Regions from separate parts of the Sus scrofa genome. Here region 1 is linked to region 2. A link is a contact called in public HiChIP or PLAC-seq data. All regions are on one chromosome and are shown on one strand. The core of a region is the stretch at or near the end of the contact, and the rest is flanking DNA. Distances in the headings are between cores, read along the strand shown.

Region 1 (3,286 bases), core at 236-2,735, 180 kb after region 2:
CCTATGCTGATTTTCTCACCTCCAGAAGTCCAAGGGTATTTCATAAAAACTGAAAATGAAAACTCTTTGGAGTTATTTTAACCGTTAACAGAAAAAGGCTTTTTCTGAGGAGGAAAAATATGCCAACGACTCAAAATGAAGCTACAGTATTGTTTTGGAATTGCCTTGGGAAACTGGCAAAAGAAAACCCACCCAGGGTGGGATTCGGTCCAGCGGCTCCGCGGCTGCACCGCCTAAAGTCTGGGACTACACTCGGCCAGTGATTGGGGGTGGAATCCAGTGACTATTCAGGGGACAACGGTGTCACACAATTTTCACAAAATGGGACCAAGTCCACCCAGTCACTGCTGACAACTTGAGAGGCTTCCCAGAGAACTGAGATAAAGTCAGCAGCCCGTGGCCCAGGAAGGAATATGTATTCCTCTGGGATTAAGCAGGACCAGAGGACCTGGCCAGGCTCGGTTCCTCACAGACACACCCTTTGTTAAGCTCCAGGAGTCCAAAGTCTAACCACGAGTTGAAGATTTGGGTCGCCCGGATTGGGTCAGCTGGTTTCTCTTACGCTTGCAACTTTCTCTAACAGTACTTTAAAAAAAGAAGAAAAAAAAAATATGTTAACAGAAAAAGTAGAGGGAGTGAGACTGAAGTGAAGCCGTTCCGAAAGTTCCGGAGAGGCCCTGGGGGGAAAAGAGCTGACGGGGACTGGACGTCCTTTAAGGTCACCGCACACATCTAACGCAAGCGTCTACACTGCCCGCAGCGCGAGGCTCAGCCTGGGGCACCCGGCGGGAGGCGAGTCTGGGAAGCCGCGTTGCGGGATGGGCACAACTCCCCTGAGAAGAAGCAGAGGCAGCTCCCTGGCAGAAACTGGCCTCGGGGTGCCCTAAAGTCTCCATTCGCCTGTCATGGGTGGGGTAGACGCGGCCCCAGCGCATCGCAGCGAAGCCCCTGCCGTGGGTACCTAAGCCGGGAGCCGGGCCGAGCCCCCGGGTGGCCGGAGATCTGCGGAGCCCAGCGGCGCGCCCAGCCCAGAAGGCGCCCGCGTCCGGACCCTCACGGTCCGCCGCCCCTTCCTTCTCTGCCCGCGGGTACTGGACGCGCAAGCCGCGGGGCCCGAGTCCGCCCCTCCCGAGACCGCGCGCCCGCCCCCGCCCGCAGCGGACGCAGCCCCGACGTCCCCGCGGCCCCCGCCCGCGCCCACCCGGCGCCGAGCCGAGATGCCCAGCCCAGCCCTCCTCGGGGTCCCTGGGGGCCTAGAGGGTCTCCACGGGCGCTGCCCTGAGTCCCCGGAACCCGGTCGCGCCCTTGGCAGCGGCAGCGGCGCGTCCCTTACCGTGCAACGGCTCCGGGCAGCTCCAGGGCCCTGCGGCGCGCCGGGCATTTTTCTTAGGGAAACTTCTCCCCGGTTCGTAGGGCTGAGCCGGCCGGGCAGGAAAAGCGCTCAGCGCCGGGAGGCTGCGACCATCCGGGAACTTCGCTGGGATGTAAACCCTCCCCCTCGGCTCCCCGTCCCCCCCGCCCCCCCTGCGGCCCCGCCGCATGTGGACGCGCCGCGAGGCCGCTGCCGGCCCTTCGCCTCCTCTCTGTGCGCCGCGCCCGCGCTGCCTGGAGCTGAGGCTCTGCGCCCCACGGCCTAGGGCCTCGACGGAGCGTGGCAGCAATGGGGCGATTGGAAGCTGGGGCTCCTGTGTCGCTCCTTCCCCTCCCCTGGGTTTGCAAAGAGGTGGGAACTGGAAGGGGTGTCCAGCTCCAGGGCCCTTTCCTCCGAAGACTCCACAGCTTCCCGCTGTCGGGGTCCCTTCACCACCGCCATCACCACCCCCGTACCCGACCCCCCGCAACCCCAAGAGAGGGAAAGACTTTTCCCGGCCTTCTCTGTCCTCAGAGAGTCCGGCTTGGAAACACCTTAAATTGAAATTCATCTTAAAAAAATGAATTTTAAAATGGAGTGGCACCCACAAAGACCCAAGGTCCACCTGCATCTTTCTCTCTGCCCACTGTGTGGGGACAGCAGTGCTCGTCTTATGGAAAGAAGGCAAGTCCCCCCACCAAGAACCAGCAGGATTCTCTGAGTAGTTCCACTCCTAGTAGGGATGTAGCTAATCAGCCACCCACATCCTCAAATATGGTAGCACCAGCAGCAAACAGTTGGAGAAACCTGAGGTTCTACGCCATTGCCGGAGCTGTTACTGACCAGCTCTGAAAGCGGCCACCTCCAGGATCCAAGCACAAGCTCACACTAAGACAACACAGATGTTAGAATCTATGTGTTTGAAAAGAACAACAAATTGTGATCGATATAATAACCATGTAATCATATTACATGGTTAAAATGTTAAACCATTAAAATGGTTTTCATGTTTATTCATGTTAAAATACCAAGGCTGTATATCCCTCGAATAAAAGCAGGACAGGTGGGAATACATGCACTTCAGAATGGATGTCCTAGCTTGAAGAGGCCCTTCATCCTTGACTTTAGGCTGTCTGCTTGTAGGCCAGTCCCCATGTGCACCTTTGCACCTTGACATGCTCTTAACAGATACAATAATTCTTCTGGGAAAGAGATTTAGTAACATGGGTAAACTTCTCAATGACAAACTTTTGTCCCTGAATGAACCCATCTTTGGGTAAGCTTTTCTTTTTCAGCCATTTCCGTGGTGATATGCATGTTATGTTTTACATAAAATGAAGACAAGCCATTGCATATGTCAACGTATTATTCCAGACTTGGAAAAAAAACCAAAGCATTTATCACAAGGTGTCATGAAAGTTAAAAGCCCGGGAGCTGCCTCCTACCAGCCCTCTAAGCCTCAATTTGTGCTTCAGTCAAATAGGAATAACAATAGCTCTTAGCCTTTTAGGAATGTTGTGAGGATTAAATGTGATAATCCCTCTAAAGATGAGCAGAGCAACAGCACACAGGTAGAACAGCAATTTTCACTTATCTTTAATTCCCCAAAGCCCAGTAGAGCTCCTGACAACTTTTAAACAATTGATTAAATACTGGTTGGGATAAGAACTCATGTCTTCCAAAAATCCATGTAAATTTTGCATTAGTACACACAAAAGAAAATTAGGAAGATAAAATACTTGTTCCTTCTGATACTTTCATCATCAGAAGCCAAAAATAAAGGGTGTTCTGAATTGTCTCCTGTTTTAAATCACCCATAAAGCCAATGATCATTTGTCCAGAGTGCCCTGGCTCTCTTTCCTCAGACAACAACACCGTCTGTCAATAAGGTTAAAACCTGAATCGTATTTTATCAGTGGTAATTTTCTAGTTTCA
Region 2 (2,984 bases), core at 53-2,552:
TCTTTTATAATAAACAGGAGCCACAGCAAGGGAAGTTTTTTTTAAAAAAGTGCACCCAACCTTTTCATCTCATTCAAAACAAGGCTTGTTAAAGAACAAAAAAGTTGGCATGTCACAGTAAAAAACTACTCACTGGGGCAGGAGCAGAGAAATGCTCTACACTGGCCACTTCTGGCCACACATATTTGGTTTAGATAACATGGAAAAACCACTGAATCTGTAAACAACAGCTGTTAGGTGAAAATGCAGAGGAGGGTTTTGGTTGGTTTCAAAGAGAAAGCTTTAAACTCAGGCTATTTCTCTGACATCCAATATCCTCCAACACGTGGGAAAAGCGTAATAGCGCATATGGTAGGTACTGTGAAAGCACTCTTCAGCATCGCGGGGCACACCATCCACCCACTCCCATCTAGCTGCAGCGGACCAAATGTCCTCTTCAGAGACCCGGGGTGAGAAGTGATCACTGTCTCTTCCCTGGTCGCCAGGGACAGACTTTGGCCCTCTAAGATAAGGATGTGGAGAGTCCTTAACCAAACAGGCCGCCGAGAGAACAGCTGCCACCCAATGCCTAGGCAGGCAACAGTGGAAGTGAGAAGGCAACCTGGGTTCTGTGCCTGGGATTAAAAAAAAAGTTGGTTGCTCCGCTTCCCAAGAGGACAGGAGCCACAACGCATGGTGAGTGAAATGTTCCAAAAAGGGGTGAGGGAGGAAATTTGGTGCAAGGCTCCAGGTACCTCGGGAGAACCTCTCTGGATGGCATTCACTGAGGCCACCTCTCGGGATAAAGAGAAGAGTCTGAGAATGACAAGGTGGACGCACGTACAGTGAGGTGCTCCTCAAACTGGGGGATGGCAGCTCTGTCACCAAAGGAGACAAGCCTCTCTTTCCCCCGCATGTCCTAAAGGCGAGTGCCGTGGGGCAGAGGAGGGCAGGCGCAGGCAGCGGATGGCGGGCCTGGGCGCCAAGGGCGGGGCGATGCCCTCCTGCCCCGACTTGAGGGGCGAAGGCGGGGGCATCAGGGGCCTGTAAGGCCGAGCCAGGACCAGGCAGGTCAGCGACCCGGGGGCCCATCTCACCTGCGACGTCTGCAGCCCCGGGGCCGCGGGAGAAGGGAGTCGATGCTCGAGGTGGGCCAAGCAGGGAGGAAATCACCGTCATCTCCCACCCCCAGTCTTCCTAGCCGAGAGTTGCCAGCTGCTGGCTGCCGGCTGCAGCAGCTCAGTCACGTTCGGAGCTAGCGGGGTGCTGGTAAGCTGGGACTCGGTCAGCTCCTCCCCGCGCCGCCCCGCCCCGCCCCGCCTTCAGGCCCCGCCCCGTTCGGGGAACCCCTTGAGCCGCGCTCCCCGCTGCCCCACCTTCAGACTCCGCCTCCCGCCGCAAGACTCCGAGCGGCGAGGCCTTGGCCCCGCCCTCAGGCTCCGCCCCGATCGCAGAGCTGCGAAGGCCCACAGTCCGCAGCCCCGCCCCGCCATCTGCGGGCAGCCCACTAGCTAGACACCCGCGGCGGGATTTCCGGTTGCTCTACTCCCGCAAAATGGCGGCCGCCGGGGGGCATTTGCGGTTTCATTTTCCTCATCCTAAAATCAGATGCAGAAGCCTCTTGTCTCTCCGCCTGATCCCAGGCTCATGTGGTCCGCCAGTTCCTGCCTGGATTAGCCCAGTAGTTTTTATAGCGCAGTTGAAAAGCAGGGTCTTAGAGTCAGAATAGTGGATCAGAATCCTGCCTTTCCCTGGCTGTGTGACCTTGACCTTCCTAAATCAGAGATTAAAATATCTGTAAAGCTTTAGCGCTGTGCTTGTTTTAGAATAAGCACCCAGTCTCTGACTGCTTGTCTTTCTCTTCTGGTAGAAACTACATGCATATCCCTCAGGATACTGAGAGGAAAATGTATTAGTGGAAAAATGAGCAGAAACTGAAACTATAGAAAAGTTGTGAATTACCCTGTTCTCACTTCACCCTGGTTCTCTATCTTCTTAATTTTTAACAGCCTTCCTAGTTTCCCTTGAACCTGGCTCCTTTTTTTTTTTTTTTTTTTTCCTCCCGACTGTTATCTCAAAGCTGAAAGAATTTGTGTTTAGAAAGTTTGGAGATTAATTCAATAAATATTTATTGAGCTTTGACTCTTGGCAGAATACTGGAAGATAGGCCTGGAAAGGTAAGTTAGGGTGAACCTCCAGAAGGTTCTTTAGGTTAGCCTTAGAGTTTGGACTTTATCCTCTGACCACAGTAAAACCAGTGAATATTTTTTTCATGAGAACATGTCTTAGTGATCACATTATTTTTGGATATGCAGTCTGGAAGCTTTCCCAGGATTAGTTGAAAGACTGAAAGCAAGAAAAACATAACTTTGGGAAAAACCAAGACAAGAGGAAATAAAGATATACTCTGGGGTGATGATAATGGAAAGAATGGAAGAGGCTGAGAGGTATTGCAAAAGGAGAACTGAGGGGCCCGGAATACTGATAGGCTAAGAAGGGGAAGGAAATAATGAACCTGTGTATTTGCTCATCCATTACAGTAAAGAAAAGGAATTGAGCTAGCGAGATTCTTAACATCCTTACTAGTTCTAAAGTTCTACTCTTTCCTTTCATTCTATTATTTGAAGATGAAAGGAAGAAACGTTTTAAGTGGGGAAGATTGTCATTGGTCTAAGAACAGCCAGCAAGAGAATGTGAGTCTAAGTCTTCGCTGTCCTGTGAACTAACTGCTCATGAAGGTATCAGCATGTGCAAGGAGAGATTTCTAGTAGACACCTAGAGGGAAAACAGAAGCTCAAGAGGAGAAAGAACAGAGCCAAAGTTGTGGTTTGGAGATATCTGAATGGAGTGGATGAGTTTTCTGGTAAGAACAGCTTGGGGTGGTGGGGAGCACTCTAGGGACAGAGTGTATGCAAAGATGAAGAACTTCATTAAAAAGTCATCCTCAGGGGTTCCCATCAGGCTCAGCAGTAATGAACCTGAGGATCCATGAGGACATGGGTTCA

The links. HiChIP or PLAC-seq counts read pairs in DNA pulled down with a chosen protein or histone mark.
Region 1: a contact with region 2 is called in an H3K27ac HiChIP or PLAC-seq map of skeletal muscle. The contact joins the promoter of WIPF1 here to the promoter of GPR155 in region 2. A contact is called at or near these places in 2 of 2 datasets of contacts at active chromatin or transcription factors (alveolar macrophages and skeletal muscle).

Annotation. Positions count from the first base shown.
Region 1 is chr15:80,644,977-80,648,262 of Sscrofa11.1, forward strand. It overlaps WIPF1 (WAS/WASL-interacting protein family member 1), which reads right to left and starts at 1,486. Exons shown (of 9, transcript XM_021074985.1): 1 at 1,334-1,486.
Region 2 is chr15:80,460,789-80,463,772 of Sscrofa11.1, forward strand. GPR155 (integral membrane protein GPR155) reads right to left here and starts at 1,303. Exons shown (of 15, transcript XM_013990589.2): 1 at 1,077-1,303.